2 separate regions of the Mus musculus genome follow, and region 2 is linked to region 1. The links are chromatin contacts, called in public ChIA-PET maps. All regions are on one chromosome and are shown on one strand. Each heading gives the region's core, a stretch centred on a gene start, on an enhancer-like site or on the middle of the called end of the contact. The rest is flanking DNA. Distances are from core to core; before and after follow the strand shown. Region 1 overlaps Sema4d (sema domain, immunoglobulin domain (Ig), transmembrane domain (TM) and short cytoplasmic domain, (semaphorin) 4D). Region 2 has its middle 89 kb from the start of Gadd45g.

Region 1 (5,282 bases), core at 1,482-3,981:
TTGCAAAGATACCTAAGTATGGCTTTCTAAGCAGCAGCCCTAGATGTACTATGCCTCATCTCTGGTTAATAATAAAACATGAGTTTGACTTTGTTAAAAACACATGGCTCACCCTGAAATTCTTTTCCTGCAGTGTTAGTCCAGGAGGTCCTGAGGGTGAGACTCCTTGGGCTGCGTTGGCAGCTCTGGTGGTGCCACCACAGCCTCTCTGTCCTTTGCTTTTGCTAGGTGGGGTTGAAGATGATTGACTGTGTCCTTCTGTAGGGCACATTGTCATTGTCCCCGTTTGCCCTGTTTGGATGATGGAAGATGTAGATTTAGTAATTCCTCAGGCAAGTAATTTTGCTTCATTTGATTAAAAAAAAAAACTGTGTCATGCTGGGCTTTCAAACATAATGACCTTTAAGGAATAGAAAGAAGGTTGGTTCTGGAGAAATGGCTCCGTGATTAAGTGCACTGGCTGCTCTTGTAGAGGCTGGAGTTCGGTTCCCAATACCCAAACGACAGCCTGTGACTCTGGTGCCAGTGGATCTGATGCTGCACATGGCTTGCATATATACATATAAAGCATCTTTGAAAGAGCGGGGAAGGTTTTCAAAATGCAGAGGATTTGGAAAGTCCCATCACAGAGGGGAGCAGGGGCTGCGGGGAGGGGACCCCAGGCTACCGTCAAGCACCAACTTGAAGTAACAATGAGTTGTGGAACAAGCAGGCAGAACACAGTGATTGCCCTGGCCTGTGCTATCCCCAAAATGGCCTCTGTGCCTGCTGTCCCTTGCTGTTGAGTCTTGGGCTGCTGTCAGCCTTCTGCAGCTGTCTGCTGCCACTTTGTATTAGTGTGGCTTTTGCCAGTGTGTGACATGGTGTCAGCAGTCTGCTCAGGTGAGGACATGAGCTACAGCTCTGTCCCAGGTGCTTGACAGCTCATGGTGGCTGGAAGGCAATGTTCTAGGGCCTAACCTCCACTGTGGTCATATGCAGACAAGGGTTTCTAAGAACCATGTCTTTCCTCCTCTCATAAAGTAATTCATTGTTTTTGTTTGCGGAGACAGAGTCAAACTGGCCTCAGAATATAATTAGGTATATTGTATCCAGACATTTTGTGTTAAAATAACAATGACCAAGACACTGAAGAGGTGACTGAGTTTGTGGCTAAAGTTCTTGCAATCTGGGTTTGGGACCCCAGATGTAAACTCCCAATGAGATGGTGACTTGCCTATAGTTCCACTCATGGAAGGTGGAGATGTGGGATCCCTAAAAGCAAGGTGGTTAGGGAGACTGCTGTATTGATGCGTTCTGGGCTTGATCTAGAGACCTTGCCTCAGTGAGAGTGATTGAGGATGAGACTAGACATTACTTTGGGCTTCCACGTGAACATTCACTTGCATTTTGTGTGTCTTGAGACAGAAACTGAAGGGCTGAAAAAGGACATCAGGTGAGTTGCTTGGGTGTGTGCAGTTGTCCATCTGTGTCTAAGGGGATAGGATGGGTTCTAGAACCCTCACCACAGATGCCAGGATTCGTAGATGCAAGGTTTTTGGTTCTTTCTTTCTTTCTTTCTTTCTTTCTTTCTTTCTTTCTTTCTTTCTTTCTTTCTTTCTTTCTTTCTTTCTTTCTTTCTTTCTTTCTTTCTTTTTTCCATAAGGGTATGGTGCTTGTTCACAGCGGTGAGCATCCTTGTATACACCAGCCACCTCTAGGTGCCTCACAGTTCCAAGATGATATATGTGCCATGTCAGTGCATATAAGGAATAGGGACAATGACAAAGGGCAAAGACTGCATATGCACAGAGCTCCGTCTTGTGAATGTACATGGGACCCATGTGTGCAGAGGTCCACATGAGTCTGGGTTGTGGGCATGGAGGGACCAGGAGCCCCAGGGATGCTGAATCATCTGTAACTATCAGATGCTGTGCTTTGTCTTTCTGGACTCTGAGGGATCCCCCTGAATCATCTTGGTTCTGGAGTGTTGGGCAGTTAGAGCAGGGTGGTACTGGGGGCAACACGTGCTTAGATCCACACTTGGTACCAGGAAGAGGCAGAGATGGTGCTGTTCCAGAAGAGTGCCCTCGGGGGCTCTGCTTAAGGAAACTCCAGCCCCGGCAACCAGGAGAACCTCAGCTCACCTTCATCTGGAGGCTGAGAGCTGGGAAGTTAATATCAGCTTCCCTCCAGGGGGCTGGTGACATTTTAGTTTCTGCTCTGGTGGCTTGTGAAAGAGTAACGAAGGCCCTTCTAGGGTCTGCCCCCTGGAGCTTTGGACTTAAAAACCTCTGGTTATATAGTAACGGGAGCGCTAGGAAGGGAGTGGCATCCTCCCAAGAAGGTTCTGCAGCCGAGTCTGCTTCACATTTGGGCTCATGCTCAGCTCTCATTCTCTCTGTATTTACAGGCATTGCATGCTGGGTACTGATTGCAGAGGAAGGCAGTGGCAAAGGGCTTAAGGAAGTGCACGCTGAACAGAGGTGCTCTCGAGCAGGGCGGGTGCTACCAGGTTGATTGACACCTTACTACCACACACACACACACACACACACACACACACACACACACACTGTGTTCTAAGCAGTGGAGTACTAGTGAGGTACTGGGTGGGCTCCTGGGTACTTGCACATCTGCGAGGGCAACTGTGCACGTGCTCATGTGATCTTTGAGTACTGGTGTGTCTGAGCACGTGCACACATCTAGCAGATGCTGTTGTAGGTGTAGTGTCAGGCCAACACCCAGGGTCTTCCTGCTGCCTTGTGGTAGCTCCGGGAAATGAAGGCCCCAGGCAGTTCCAGTTCATGTCCCTGCCCCAGGCTTGCAGAGGTGTTTTGTCAGCCCTGAAGAGAACCCACATCGACAGAAATGAAAATGAACTCACATTGCGGTGAGATGAACTCAGGTGATTTTCCTAGTTTGTTTGTTTGTTTGAAGTAGAACGTGTGTGTGTGTGTGTGTGTGTGTGTGTGTGTGTGTATCATGTGCATGTTTGTGTGCAGGCACACATGAGTGCATTTGCATACATGGAGGCCACATCATAGCCTTGACTTATTCTTCAGATGCCTCCTAGTTGATTTTTGTAAAGATCTCCCGCTGGCCCGGAACATGCTGATTCAGCTGTGAGTCCCCCAGGAGTCTCCCGGCTTTCCAGTGCTGGGATTAAAAGCACACATCACGTTTCCAGCTTTTTACTGGGTTCTGGGGGCTTAGGCTCAGGTCCACATGTTTGCAAGGCCTTATCAACTGAGCCATCTCCTCAGCCCCTGAGTCAGGAAATGGTTTTGAACTTCCTGTTCTCTTTAGATGTCTGGCCCATTGGTGCATGCCCCTGACACAGTGCCACGGGCTGGCGAGTCCCACGTTTATATGGGTGCACTCTTAAAAGTCAGGCTCAGACCGAGAGATCATTGACTCTGCTGAGATTCTCAGATCTTGGGTTCTTGCTGTCATGGGCCTGGTTAGCTCCTCACTCTTCTTTCTCCTGCCCCACTCCAACCCCAGAAATTCAGGACAACTCCCAACTCTCCTTCCATTCATGGTTTCCCCCCAAGTCATCCCGTTTCCTAACCTCACTATTGTGTCCCTTCCCTTCTTCTAGTCTCAGACTTTGGAATAAGTAACCTTTAAGTTGGTGTTCGATCAAGGGGCTCCGGGCTGTGTGCCAATCCGTAAGTCACATACCACGGACATCAACATTGACTGTCCTCTGTGGATGTACAAATGGTTCCAGGGCAGTGGAAAGGTAACCCTTGCCCTCCCATGGGAAGAGCCGACCTGTGTCCATAGGAAATCCATCCCAATGTCCCTTGACTTCCTATAGCTTTTTGTTATGGAGAAGAAATTCACATAACATAATAGGATGCTGTACAGGGACATTCTGGTACTGTGTTCTTTGGCTTGGGAAGTATTGCAGCCCCCCAGAACTTCCCGTCCTCACCAAATCAGTTTAATGAGTTGTTAGGAGCTGTTACTACGCACAGCCTTCTGGAGTTTGTCCAGTTATTAGCTTGTCATTCAGAAAATCCTTTGGCTACAGAACCCTAGTGTCTTATGATACAGTTTCCACCAACGTGGTACTCTTCTAATGGTGGATAAAACTTATTAGAGATTTATTCTGGCAGTCTGCTATGGTGATGGGCTATTTTATATGCTTGGATCATTCTTGCTTCTGCTTAGTTGTATGATCATGTCGCTATATAATGCCTTTGAGGGCTCTAGTATTTTTTTGATTTGTACAAGTTCAAGTAAAAAACAAGGCTCTGAGTTTTCAGCTTGGTGGCAGAGGGCTTGCTTAGTGTGCTTGAGAGGCTGGGCGTCATCTTCCCCCAACAAAACTATATATTTAAAAAATGGGGGTTTAATAAGAAGACTTGGTCAGAGGATGTAAAGGCCAGTCCACCCTTTGGCCATGAGGATCTGGTATCCCCAGGGTTACACCGGTGGGAGGGTGAGAGTCCTGAAGAACATAGATTGCAGAGAAGGGCTAGGTGTGGCATAGGAATGAACATGTCCCAGGAGTGTCCCAAGAGTGGCTTGGGAACTATGGGATCTAAGAATGGAGGGAAGCCTTAGGTTTGGTGCCCAGGGTCTGTTTGAATGACAGCTTGCTTGGGGGTAGTAAGCCAGACCTGGAGACCTCTGTGCTTGGCCTTGTCTGGGTAGATTGGCATCATGAATCCTGGTGTTGGGAAGGGGTTTCTTTGCAGTGGCCTTTCTGGAACCCAGTATGGGTTCTCCAGGAGCTCAGGACTTATGTGAAGCCAGTGTGGTCACCATTGTTACCCTCAGTCCTTCAGAGTGGGGGTATAGTGTTAAAGGCTTGCTGGCCTGGACTGTCCATTCACCCAGATGGGCCTGACACACTTTGCCAGGTCTTCCTACTGGGGGAACCCCATCTCTGCTTCCAGTTGTGTCCTCTGAGCTGGCCAGTAACCAAGAGAATCCTGCTAGAGAGAGAGAGAGAGAGAAAGAGAGAGAGAGAGAGAGAGAGAGAGAGAGAGAGAGAGAGAGAACGAACTTTAAGTCACAGGAGGCTTGGGATGGAGCACCCATGGGTACCAGGACCTCTTGGGGTTGTTAGTAACAGGGCTCTTCCATTGATGTCCTTGAGTTTCTAACAGTGCATCCCTCCTGGAATTACCTTCTTTTGTAAGAAACACAAAGTGCTCTTCAGCAGTCATTGAACTTTATACTGGATGCTTCTCCCTGGAAGAACAGCTCCTCAGGAGCGGCCCGGGAGGCCTCTGCAGCATAGACCTGAGATCCATTAGGAATGTACTTTCCTGGGCTCCCCTCAG
Region 2 (5,282 bases), core at 797-3,296, 170 kb before region 1:
ACAGGCTCCTATCTGCTCTGCCTCACATAAATCAAGACACAGGACTACACCCCTCTGTGGCCTCCTGTGTGCTAAAGAACACGGGTCCTTTTCTAAGCAGCTCCTATTTTCCTGAGACATTTTTGTCTTTTCCTGCTCGTTGTGTGTTCTGGGGGGGGGGTGGGGGGGAAGTCCCTCTGTCAGAGTCTCATCTTGCAAACACCTTCTGCTCCTTCACACCCCTGATACCATCGGAGTCACAGGAACGCCGTTCTCAGCAGAATCCTCCGGACTAAACTTTCCCTTATACACTCCTTTTATATCCTGGTGAGGGAACAGATGTGTTCGCCAAGGTAATGTAGACCTGTTCTCTCCCCAGTTTTATTAGTTCTGTCTTTTGAAGTTAGAGCCACCATTCTTTGGTACTTCGTCCTGAATTTAAAGGAAGGGATGCATAAAAATACATTATTTCCCCCTCTGGATATCTAATTAGATAATACTACTTATTAAAGAAAGTAAATTCTCTCTATTGTACAACAGTGTGTGTGTGTGTGTGTGTGTGTGTGTGTTGTATAGATGGGTGTGCTCAGATATGTTTGCCCATACATGAGTGGGTGAGCTTGCCCATATGTGCACATGTGGAGGTCAGAGATCAATGTCTAAGAGTCTTCCTCTATCACTCTCCACACTGTTTCTGAGACAGAATTTGTCATTGAACCGGGAGCTCTTATTTCTAATTGCCTTATTGTCTAAATGTCTTATTGTCTCTGATAAACAGAGTTCCCTGGATCTACCAGTCTCTGTCCCCAGACACCAGGCTAAGGTACAGACACACACCTGTTTGTCAGATTTATTTAGTTTCTGGTCACATGTCTGTGTGTTTGTGTCTGGGGGTGGGGTCCACGTGCACATGAGTACAGGTGCCTATGAAGGCTAAAGGCACCTTCAGATCCCCTGGAGACGGAGTCACAGGCAGTGATTAGCCACCTGACCCCTGCTAGGAATGAAACTTGGGTCATCCAAAAGAGTGGTAAGCATTCCTAAGCACTGCAGAAGCCCTCCAGCGCCCGCACCTGGCTTTTACGTTGGTGGTGGAAATCTGACCTCAGGCCTCCATGATTGCACGGCAAGAACTTAGCAACTGAGCCATCCTCCAGCCTCAGACAGTGCCTTATAATAAATGCCACGGCCTAGGTGTGGTATCAATGCTTCTGAAACACTTCTGGGCCAAGTTACCAGTGACAGAGGGAACTTCCTGACAGGACTCACACCTGAGCCTGAAAGTCCCTTCCCCACACAGACCACCTTACTACTGAGAGATTTCTCCACCAAGAACTCTCACCATCCTCTCTGAGGTATTCACCGAAGGGGTGGTTGGAACTGCCCGAGTTGACACTGTGGGTGGCTCAAATCTCACTTCCCCTCCCACTAGGTACCACAGGCAGTCATGACTGTAACATTGTACCCTTCTCACTGTGAGGCCCCTAGTAGCATGTCCAAGAAGCCTGGGCACGCCCACTTGGTCTTCCAGGAAGTACCACACAGCATCGGGTACCTGTGACACAGTCTCACCGGCCACACACATGTGACTGTTTCCCAGACATCCACTGGGTCAAGTGGGAATCACCCTGCAGCAAGGAGCAGAATCAAGCCGGGGACCTCAGCCAGAAAGGAGACCAATTCAGGCTCAGACTGAAGCATTCAGACTGCCTGTCCTCTGAGTCTTCCTGATGGGGGACCAGATGGGGCTATCATGGGGCATTGCTACCAGGGCTAGATCTACATCAGACACCTAGGCAGCTGCCATCCAGTGAGGACCCGTAGGGCCCAGTTTCCCTCCAGCTTGACAGCTCCACACAGGCCCTCCCCAGGACTCTCCCCAAGGCTCAGGCAAACTGAGTTTTTCTAAGAAAGGCTCAGCTGACCTCACCTGGGGAAATTACAGCGCTGTCCCAGGGCACCACCTTTAAATGGCTTTGCGTTCCCGCCACACCCCCAAGATACTCTGCAGGATGCTCCCCACTTCCTGTCTTCCTAGCACCACACACTCTTCCACCCCCGACTGCAGCTTTAGCGGGCTCCACCAACCTCAGACAGAAAGCCAGGCAGGCAGCAACCGGCGACTGCTCAGTTGCTTGGGGTGGGCCTTCGCACCCTGTAAGTGCCTCAGTATAAGACAGACAGTGGTGAGCCGGGCGGTGGTGGCACATACCTTTAATCCCAGCACTTGGGAGGCAGAGGCAGGAGGATTTCTGAGTTCAAGGCCAGCCTGGTCTCAAAGAAAGTTCCAGGACAGGCAGGGCTATACAGAGAAACCCTGTCTCAAAAACCCAAAAAAAAAAAAAAAAAAAAAAAAAAAAGACAGACAGTGGTGGAAAGTCAACTGAAAGTTATTAAAGGGCCACTCATTACCCAGAACCCAGGCCAACAGGCTATAGAATATTCAGCTCTGATACCTTAAGTCTCGATAATGAGACCTCCAGATTCCACGGGGTCTGTTTTGGAAACCTGGTTCCCATAGGGCAGTTGTGTTGGGAAGTGGGGGGACCAAAGTGGGGAGACCTTTAAGCAGCAGGGCCCTGGCAAGTCACTCGAAGACCACAGAAGTAGAAAGGAACACTGGTCTCCCAGAGTCACAAGTGAAGCAGGTTGTCAAGAGCTCCTGAACCTGACTCTGGCTTCTTGTCCTAAGATGTGGTCTCTGGCTGGGCACAGTGACGCACATCTTTAGCCCCAACACTCAAGAGGCAGAGGCAGGCAGATCTCTGAGTTCAAGACCTGTCCTGTCTACACAGTGAGTTCTAGGACATCAGAGCTACACAGAGAAACCACACCCCACACCCCCAAACATGTGATCTCTCCCATTCAAATGCTCTCCGGTTGTGATGTCCTTCCAGAGACTTAACCAACGGGACCAGCCCGATTTTAGACTTCCAACTTTCAAAACTGTGATTTAGGTAAACCTCCTTTCTTTATCAGGTGCCTGTCTCAAGTATTTTATCATAGTAAGAGAGCTAAGATGACTTTTCCAAGGCTGGACATGGTGGGTGGCCAGGGGATACTGTAATGAGGTACAGCCCTACTCCTCAGCATCATCACACTGTTTCAAATGTGGGAGGGGGTAGTTTGTTTTTGTTATTGTTTTATATTATTACAAATATTTATTTTGTGTGTGCACACATGCACATGTGCTCAAGTACGTTTATAAGTCAGAAGATAACTTGTTTATCACCTTCTACTGTGTGATGGTCTCGGGAATCAAACTCACGTCTTTGAGAGCCTTTACCTGAGGAACCAATGTGTCAGTCTTCATTTGTGTTTGTTTGTTTGTTTGTTTGTTTGTTTGTTTGTTTGTTTTTGCTTGGCTTTGCTTTGTTTTATGACAGGACCTCGTGTAGCCCAGGATGGCCCATGTAGCTGACCTTAAGCTCCTGACCCTCCTGCCTCCACCTCCCCAGTGATGAGATGATAGATGAGCAGTAACTCATGTTTTTAAAGGTCGCTTTTCTGATCAAAGAGATGGATACTGGATTTCCTAACCAGAGACATAGCAAACTTACATTTCAGATGCAAAAGAAGACAGGCATAGTGTCACACAGCTTTAGTCCCAACACTCAGGAGAGAAAGACAGGGAAATCTCTGAGCTCAAAACCAGTCAGGGATACACAGTGAGACCTTCTTTTTAAGAGAAATGGGGAAAGGGAGATTCTCTTCTATATCTTTTCCAAGTGCTACAGGCAATGGTACCGTACTGTGTCGGTGCTGTGGGGACTAGGTAGGGTGTTTTGTTTTGTTTTTAACCAACAATAAGGAACCAACACTGAATGCTCTCAATTTCATCTCTTTAAGGCAGAGGAGAAAACATACAAGGCAGAAACTCTCCCTGCAGGGCAATCGCTTCAGGCACCACGTACCTAAGTCACCAGATACAGCTGATGTGGGTGGGATGAGGGTGCAAGGGGGCCCTCCACTGATAAAGAGAGCAGAGATCAGGGAGTATGTGCAAATATGCAAGCGGCAAAGATAGAAAGCAAGGAGCCCCGTGATCCTCGGAAGTGGTCAGTGGCGTGCACAAAGAGAGCGGGAGGAGGGAGAGCCACTGGGCACCAGCATCCGCAGCAGGGCAGCGGAAAAGAAGAAGCCTGTCCAGATGAGACTGGAGGAAGGGACGCCACATTTGGGACCAGAACAGTGCTGAGGTCACGAGAGAACAAGACAACTTAACATCTATGCATATATGGGCATGCGTGTGTAATATGTAAGTCAGAAATGGAGAAAAATTAGCATGATGGGGGTATGACAACAATGAGAATAATCGTTAACCTCAGAGATAATTTCTGCAAGTCACAGTCTTCCAAGCCAGAAACTATGGTGACAATTCTTTTATTCTGCTCTAAGTCTCCCAAGTTTTCTTACTTTTATGTTTCTTTTGTTTCTTATTTCTCTTATCCAAAAGGCAATAGAACAAAAGAGCTATGGATGAGAAGGGAGGCATCCCCCTCCTATCATCTCCTCCTCCCAGAAGAAACTACTGCAGTTCCTGGAATGCAGGGCTTTCTACAAGTGTGATTCTCACATCTCAGCTCGCAAGCCTGATGGTTGTGACACCCACGGCTTCCACATTGAAAAGCAAAGGTTTCCTTGACTCAACACTTTCCCCTCCCTGGAGGCGGGCATTGAGCTCTGGGTTCAGTGAGAGGTCCTCACTCAAAAATAAATAAAAATAAAATAAAGACATAAATACATGTGTGTATGTGTGTATGTGTTGTGTATATGTACATAACACACACACACTCACGCATGCACAAATATGCTCATGTGCACATACCAAACGTGATTTCTATTTCTTTTCTCATTGACTTCTGAAGCAATTCTTATGTCCATCTTCACAGCAATGGTTGGCTCTCAACCTTCCTAATGCTGCGACCCTTTAATAACCGTCCCTCCTGTTGTGGTGAAGCCCAACCATAAAAATTATTCTGTTGTCACCTCATAACTGTAACTTTGTTACTGTTGTGAATCTTAATGTAAATCTTTCTGGAGACACAGGGTGGTCAGAAGAGTCGTGGCCCACAGGTTGAGAGCCACTGCCTTAGAGGACCACGCTAGTGAGGCTGCGTTCCCATTCAACACTCACACCTGTATCATTTGCCGTTTACTGCTTTAGTGACGAATCAGCCACATCTCTCCCTAAGATTTCAAGCGAGGGCCTTGTGTGCCCTTGTGAGCTGTTCAGAAGGGGCTTCCTCCATACAGATGAGTACCACGCACTGCAGACCAGAAGTGACCTTGTGAGTGTCGGA

The links. ChIA-PET counts read pairs in DNA pulled down with a chosen protein or histone mark.
Region 2: a contact with region 1 is called in an RNA polymerase II ChIA-PET map of effector CD8 T cells, with 10 read pairs. The contact joins two enhancer-like sites. A contact is called at or near these places in 1 of 115 datasets of contacts at active chromatin or transcription factors (effector CD8 T cells) and 2 of 9 other capture datasets (adipose tissue and pancreatic islet).

The regions. Positions count from the first base shown.
Region 1 is chr13:51,765,665-51,770,946 of GRCm38.p6, reverse strand. All of the region lies in intron 1 of Sema4d (sema domain, immunoglobulin domain (Ig), transmembrane domain (TM) and short cytoplasmic domain, (semaphorin) 4D), which reads left to right. It also overlaps Gm19281. Among named protein-coding and RNA genes, the nearest start is that of Sema4d, 25 kb to the left of the region's middle. Within about 2 kb of position 2,731, at least 78 of the 459 cell types and tissues checked have an H3K27ac peak or open chromatin away from gene starts, as enhancers often do. A contact at or near this core is called in effector CD8 T cells, where this site is marked.
Region 2 is chr13:51,932,760-51,938,041 of GRCm38.p6, reverse strand. No RefSeq gene overlaps it. Among named protein-coding and RNA genes, the nearest start is that of Gadd45g, 89 kb to the right of the region's middle. Within about 2 kb of position 2,046, at least 24 of the 459 cell types and tissues checked have an H3K27ac peak or open chromatin away from gene starts, as enhancers often do. A contact at or near this core is called in effector CD8 T cells, where this site is marked.